Regions from separate parts of the Mus musculus genome. Here region 2 is linked to region 1. The links are chromatin contacts, called in public Hi-C maps. All regions are on one chromosome and are shown on one strand. Each heading gives the region's core, a stretch centred on a gene start, on an enhancer-like site or on the middle of the called end of the contact. The rest is flanking DNA. Distances are from core to core; before and after follow the strand shown.

Region 1 (3,770 bases), core at 962-3,461:
GTAAGGCAACCCAATAGGAAGAAAACAGTCCTAAGAGCAGACAAAAGAGTAAGCAGCCCCCTCACTAAGTATGAAGTCCCACCAAAACAGCAAGCTAATAGCCTTACCAGATACACAGAGGACTTGTGTATTTATGGCTATGAAAATACTTCAAGACAGACAACTGAGGCACGAACAATTGGTTTTTTACACCAAATCTTTTGGCATGTTCCAGTGAGTACAAGGCATACAAGATTGTATTACTGTTCTGAGGAGGATCCTGGCAATCTCAGAGATGGTTCCACGCCTTTTTCTTTTTCCATAACAGTACTCAAAGGAGGAGAGTGAAAATAAGCCAAGTGTGGGTAGAAGGTGAAATAAACATAGGACTACACCAGCAGGACTCCACATTTGGAGCAACAGTTACTGAGAGGAGTGAGGGATTTCTTCATAAATTGCCAGGGCTAATTGGTACACTTCCCATGGGCACATCATGTAGAAGAGCTGGAAATTGCAAAGCTTTGAGCCAAATCGTATGTCTACTCTACCACACACTTCTCTTAGTATTCTTTCTAATTCCAAAGTGATCAGAAAATAGCTGTCCCCTGAGAGATTGATAAATGGAGCCATGACACAGTGAAGGAGCAAAGTATTATATAAGCATAGGTTAGGTATAAACATGGAAAAGCAGATTAAGTGACTGTGAGTAGTTAAATCTGTGGGCAAATAGAGAAATGAAATTATTTTCTATAATATTATGAGATGTAAATGATGATTATGAAACAAATTTGTCCTAATCCTGTATAGATATGGGGATGTATATAATTGCCCAGTAGGTTGACAACAACATATGAAGTTATTTACGACTGAGAAGACATTCTCTATTTAGCAGCAATTCCATATACTTTTTACACATTCTGCTTTAGTAAAAACCAAATGGATACACTTTTGCTGTCTATAAATTTTAGAACATAATATTTCATAGCAAACAAGACATGGGAATCCATGCATAACAAAGCTCAGGAAATGCTCTTTGACCTTGTGCTAAGCAGGACATGCTGGTCTTGGATCACCTTCAGGAGGAAAACATATTGTCTCATTTGAAAGATGCAGATATATTTAGCCAAATAAGAACCTGCCTCATTTAAGAGTTTTATAGCAAACACGAATGGAGAGTAGTTTGCATAATGTTCTTGTGTTCATTTAATAGTGTTTATCTTTTATAAGGCTCTTTACATAGGTGCTGGCCACCTGTCAGCAACATGATTTTTATGGACTCAGCCTGGTCTAACGCCCTTGACATATAAAATCAACAGTCTTAGAAGAAGAGTGTGTTGAGCGTGCTGAGGCAACTGCTAATTCTGCATTCCGTAATTCATCTTTTGTCAGGGAAACAGAGAAATTTGAGTTACAGGAAGAAGATGCATTATAAAATTCTCTCCGGTAACGTAAAATAATCTATATTTTTCTGAATTTTTTCAAAGTTGGTATACAGCTGCATTTTATACACTAGCTACATGGAAACCAAGCCAAATACCATTCACATAATGTTTTTTTTTGTCTCAGTGTTACTTAATTTTACATGCATTCTACTTAGAAATATTTGTTTTATAATTGTATTAATGAATAAAGGCTTTGGGACTACAAAAAGTTGCTTTAACTTATTTTTGGTAAAATAAGACAAGTAATGTTTCTCTCCACATTTGCATAAAATCTGTCAAGCTCAGTTTTTTTACACATATTTATTGACCTACATCCTAGACAGATTTTTGCACGACAGTGAATAAACACAGTCCTACAAACCTATACACGGGGAGACATTTCTATTCATAAAGCATCCATGCCTTAAAGGAGAAAGCTGTTTATTATTCATTTGTCCAATTAGATTCCAACTTCCTCTAAATTATCATGAACAAAGAGAAATGAAGAAGGTTTCAACCCATGGGAAATTCTTCTTGCTCTTGTTAGAAAGCACATACAAACCGTAGCCCATCTCTATGTCTTCTCACTCATGGTAATGTTAGCTGTGGGCTAACTCTTAACCTTTATGCAGAGATACTTGATGCTATGTGTCACTGCCTCACATCATGCTTGGCAGTGAACTTTCTGTTTCCCTTAATAGAATTTGCATACTTTGTTTTCAAGCTGTATTTTAAACCATGTGTGCTCTTAGAAACAGTAGCTAATTGGGTTAACTATGCTTGGTTGTCAAGAGCAATTTTAGATGTGGTCTTCATTCTACGCAGTGTGCGATTATTTCAAGACTGCTTGGAGGGCATAAGTAGACAGACATTCATTGGGTGTAGTGTGGTGAAAATCTGATCATTCATGAGAGTACTTAATTGGACACAATGCAAAACCCAAGGTGCAATGAAAAGATAAGACAGCAGTTAGAGCCTGCAAGGTGGATGAGTTATTTTAGTAATGATTGTATTGCCACTTCTGTTCTTTGCATTTACCCTCATGCATGTTTTTCTTTAGGTTCATTATAGGTCTCTGTTGCATTATCATGGAATATGCTATCATCTAGTTCTCAGAGAGAGTGTGTACTACTGAACAGTGTTATCTCTGAGGAGTCACTTAGTCAGAATCTATACTGCATGTGAACCATATTTACCTTCATAATGTCCTTTTGTTTAGTGATTGAAATATCTTGAAAAAGAAATACAAACCATGAAATACAACTAGTCATCCATTAAATTAATGCCAGTGCAAAGTTTATATTCATAAATATAATCAAGCATATGTGAAAGATGGTCCACATATATGTATGATATTAAATACATGCAAAAATAAAATCAAAGACACATTATATGCTTATATGCGTGTCCTTATGTACCACAGGACCATGTACAATAAATATATACAATGGGAATTTTTAATTAAGAATTTAACAGAAGAACATTAAACAAAAATGTTCTTACCTTTCTAGTAAGTTAGAGTCACAATAAATGATGTCATATGTTTCTGTGCATCAAAGCATCACCTAGGAAATTTTAAAATTCCATTGTTCAATAACTTATTTTCATTGACTGTTGTGTAGATATCTCTTATGAGTTGAAACATTCACTCCTGAGCGATAGAGGGAACATACAACTCAGGAAAGTAATGAACCTTGATCTAAAAGTTCAGAAAGTCATAATGCTTACAGAACTGCTGCTCATTGTTTTAAAAGCTTTTTCATTAAAAATAATTAATATAATAAATTTGAATAATATTTTCCCATCTCACATCTTCCCCACCACCTACTTACCCATCTTTACATTCTCTCTCTTTCTCTATCTCCCTCTCACTCACTGTTTCTCTCACTCAACAAGACACAAACAAAAACCAAACCAAGAGGCATACATACAACCCACCCCCACAGAAACACACACACACAAAATCAAAATAAGTAATCAAAAATCTACTAAACAGGAAATGTCCAAACAAAACAAAATAAGGTAAAAACTGTAAAAGACCATCTAGGCCATTTTGAGTTGATCAACTCCTCATGACCCTAGGTTTAACCTAAGGTGTGTTTTACAAATACAGTGAGACTCCATTGGAGAAACCTGACTTTGCCCTTGCCATTGGGTATCAATTGTAGATAGCTTCTTATGGGTGGGAGCCTGGGTTTACTTACTCTGTGCTAGGACCCCTTATGCATACTGGCAACCTCTTTGTAAGCTCATATGAGTATCAGTTCTGTTGTGCCTGGAGAATGCTGTTGCCTTGGAGCCATCCATCCCTTCTGGCTACTATAGTCTTTCTCTTCCACATTAACCCTAAACCTTGAGAGGAGAGCTTGC
Region 2 (3,800 bases), core at 818-3,317, 460 kb before region 1:
AAAAAAAATATGCCTTGTGTTAATATTCTAGTAAAAATAAAGTGGATTCTCTTGTCTTTGATACAACTTTCCTTTCTTCCCCAGGATAAATGAACACTACAGAGAGTCAGTAAACAAACCAGAGCCTGCCTCAGGACAGGGGTGTGGGTCACTGGCTGTGCATCACATAGAATTTTTAGTGTTCTAAAAAAAAGTCCCTGTGAAGTCAGTTCTCTTAACTCTCATCTGAGTAGCCTGGAAGCAAATGACACAAGGGCAGATCTGGATTTTCCTTCTTCTTACTTCCTTCTTCCTAGTTCTCTGACACTTGAACCTTGTCCTGTCCTTTCTTATGCTGTCCACTGTTGAGTCTCCAGACCCAACTTTTGCTCTTGGTGTTATTTTTGTGAAGGAGGTATCTCAAAATGAATGAACATTCCCTAAGTCTCATGTGAAAAATATCAAAAAAGTACTGTTTATGATAAATTAAGTTGGTACTGGGAACAAGAGTTTGGAGCAGGGGGAGTCTGTACAAGGTTGATTTCTGTTCTTGGGCTTAGAGTAACAACCGAAGGAATGATGTGTACCCTCTCCAGCTACACTTTATTACAAAAAGCAAGTTAGACTTAGATTTCTATCTTAAGTAGTGCCAGGAGATAGGGCAAAAGGTAAGAGAGGAGATTATGGACTGAATATGAAATGTCCACCATAGGTCATGTGTTTGAAGGTGTACCCCAGTTGGTGGTTCTGTTGTGGGTAGTTGTGGGTTTTCCCATTCCACTGTGATCTGACCATCTTCTCTCTACAGGCCATGACCCTCAAACTGCCATCTTTTCCCACCCTGATGCTCCACAACTTCCAGACTGTGAGTTAGAATAAGTCTCTGCTCCCTCATGCCCTTTTTGTCAGGTCTCCATTTTACCACAGCAGCGAGGAAACTGCCGAACCCCTGGGAGTATGGAACTCGAGATCCTGACAGAAAGGACAATTGGAATGTTTGTCAGTAGTCCTGATGCTGATGCTAATCTTTTTTTAGATTTTCTTTATATTTTAAATAAAGGAGGCTACTTCCAATAGCATATATATTTAAACTATCTATACAATTATTTCTTTTTCTACCTTATGTATTGTAATTGTTTTTGGGAAGGTAGAACCCCAATTTGTACAATTATTTTGAACCACTCACCCACTAGAACCCATGTCATTTGAGCACATGAAGATATATATTTCAGACTATCTTCAAAATATACCTTCTCAGGGTTTGGCAAGATGGCTCAGCAGGGAAGAGTACTAGTTGTCATTTCAGAGGACCCAGGTTCCAGTCCCAGCACCAATATGGCAACTCACAGTGGTTTGTAACTCCAGTCCAAGAGGCTATGATTCCCTCTTCTGGTCTCTGAAAGCACTGCACATGTGCAGTGTGTAGACTTACATGTAGACAAAACATCCATACACATAAAATGAAACAAAATATTAAAAATTAAATTTGTATTTACCTTTAAAACATTAATTTTCAAGTTAAAATTAATAACAATTTTAGAATTTCCAATTGTTTAATACCAGGTCTTGAGCACTAAAAAGGTGAAGACTAAATATCATATTTACTTTTGTTACCAATTTTTGTCTTAATTATTAAATATCTACAGTACTAATGATATATGATTGAAAACAATAAAAATAAGTTAGTCTCATGCAGAAAAGTTCCAGCCTAATGTTGATCTAATTCCATGTCTTAGCTTTACAGTCAGTATGTAGAACATTAGTATAAAAGCTGAGGCTCAACTCATGGCACAATGTGTTTCTTAGTGCAAGTAGCTATCATTTCAGGTCCAGTAAGCAAACAGAGACCAGTCATTCATTCCATGCAGCTTGTGATGAGCTGCCATAGAGACCACTCATTCATTCCATGCAGCTTGTGATGAGCTGCCAATGGAAAGAAATGTCTCCCCTTGTTCAACAAGCTTCATTTCAAACCAGTGACTTGAAGGTGAAAGGTTGTGGATTTTGTTATCAATCATCTGAGCTACACACTTGTCTGGCAGCAGAGCACTGACTCAGACAGGAAGAGGCAGGGAGAGTGACGGGATTCAAATCATTAGTGCATCATCCCACTCTACTTCAGAAATACCACATACTGCAGATGATATAATCACTATGGAAAATAATCTCCCTTTTATTCTAACATGTGGAATGACACAGGGAAAATGCACCGAATGGGGTTTTCTGCAAATGGCTGTGCATTTGGTAAAAAAATGTTCATCTGCTGTTTTTAGGTCTTCCTCCTCCTCTGTGACTGTCAAACAATGGCAGCATGATGGATTGCGTCACCCAGAGCAGATCCCCTGTGAACAGGCGCTGGCCTCTGTTTAATAGCATTACAGGCCTGACATTACACTCCCCGTTAAAATGCTTGGAGAATAAGTTATTTTACTTTCTGACCACATGCTCACTCTTTGTTTTTTAAGCAAGAAATATATGTTTGGAAACTTAAAAATAATGATTGTGGAGATTAACTGGCAGAAAATTCAAGAACTTCGGTGAGAACCCTCTCTTGTTTAATGAGGACAATTCATTTAAAACTTTTCTTCATGACAGAAAAAGGTGAAGGCAGAATAGGGCCAGATGCCAGGTGGCATTAAATATTTAATAAAACCTAGCAATGCACTCCGGTATCTCTGAAAACCTGAATTTTAATAAGTATTGTGTTGGGAATGTCTTTTCTAGAAAGATTCCAAAATAACGGGTTTCAACTATGAATGTAGGTAAGTTGCTTTCTTTGTGACTTGTTTCACCTCAGATGTGAACACAAAGGGACCTGGGTTATGCAGCTTATGTGACAGTGCAGGACAGGCTTAGAAATGGCTAAAATAATAACCGTTAGAATGTGGAGAGTTTATTTTACTTATAGAAGTACCAGAGCTAGTAATAAACTTTGTAAGAGTACAAAACCAAGAGGGAGAGCACACACTTAGAATCCCAGCACTCAGGAGGCTCTGCAGGATAAAATCACAGCCTGGGCAGTGTAGTCAGACATTCTTAGAAAATCAGGCAAGCAGAGAGGAGAGCAAAAATCCACAAAAACAAGCAAAAAAAAATATTTTAGTGCTATGAAGATATTATATTTCCAAAGCATTGGGTCTAAATGAAAGTATAGTCAATGAAAGAATAAAAACACATGTGTTTTAGATTTATTTTCATTCTCTGTCTCTGTCTCTCCTTCTCCCTTTCCCACTCCCCCCCGTCCCCTTCTTTCTGTGTTTTCAGGGCACCTGATACACTCTTTTACACTCCAGAAACACTCACACTTACATGTGCACACACATACTGAAACTGGAGTTAATGACAGTGGCTAGCTGCCCTCTGTTGTGCTGCAAAAGAAACTGTGGTCTTGTACAGCTGTAGTAAGAACTCTTCTCTGCTGATCCATTTCTCCAGTTCTCAGAAATAGTAGATATTTTGTTTTCATTTACAGATGTAGAAACTATGGCTTTCATATTTTTAAAAATTCCAGAGAATAATTTTGTAGGTAATTTTGCTACCTGTTGGTCAGTTCCTGACGGCTTTACCACAGCTGCCAATTGAATAATTGGTTTATAATGTCACTTGCATATTGTGTGTCACAAAATTACTGTTTCAAGAGCCTTAAAGAGGTGGCTCATTTCATCACCACCATGAACTCGAAGTGTAGATAATGCAATTGTCTTTAGCTGTTGTTTCTTTTGTGGTTAATTTTCCTGAGCCCTGGGTCCCAAGTCCCCACTTCTGCTTGGTATGCCTCTGTGCTCTAGACATTCCTCCTAATCTGACTGCTCTTGTCCTCC

The links. A called contact is a pair of places that touch in the nucleus more often than the background predicts.
Region 2: a contact with region 1 is called in a Hi-C map of the N1E-115 cell line, with 6 times the contacts expected there. The contact joins two enhancer-like sites. A contact is called at or near these places in 1 of 484 Hi-C or Micro-C datasets (the N1E-115 cell line) and 1 of 9 other capture datasets (adipose tissue).

Annotation. Positions count from the first base shown.
Region 1 is chr6:12,559,137-12,562,906 of GRCm38.p6, reverse strand. The region is part of intron 1 of Thsd7a (thrombospondin, type I, domain containing 7A); the gene reads left to right. Among named protein-coding and RNA genes, the nearest start is that of Gm38583, 120 kb to the right of the region's middle. Within about 2 kb of position 2,211, at least 2 of the 459 cell types and tissues checked have an H3K27ac peak or open chromatin away from gene starts, as enhancers often do. A contact at or near this core is called in the N1E-115 cell line, where this site is marked.
Region 2 is chr6:13,019,953-13,023,752 of GRCm38.p6, reverse strand. No RefSeq gene overlaps it. Among named protein-coding and RNA genes, the nearest start is that of Tmem106b, 48 kb to the left of the region's middle. Within about 2 kb of position 2,067, at least 26 of the 459 cell types and tissues checked have an H3K27ac peak or open chromatin away from gene starts, as enhancers often do. A contact at or near this core is called in the N1E-115 cell line, where this site is marked.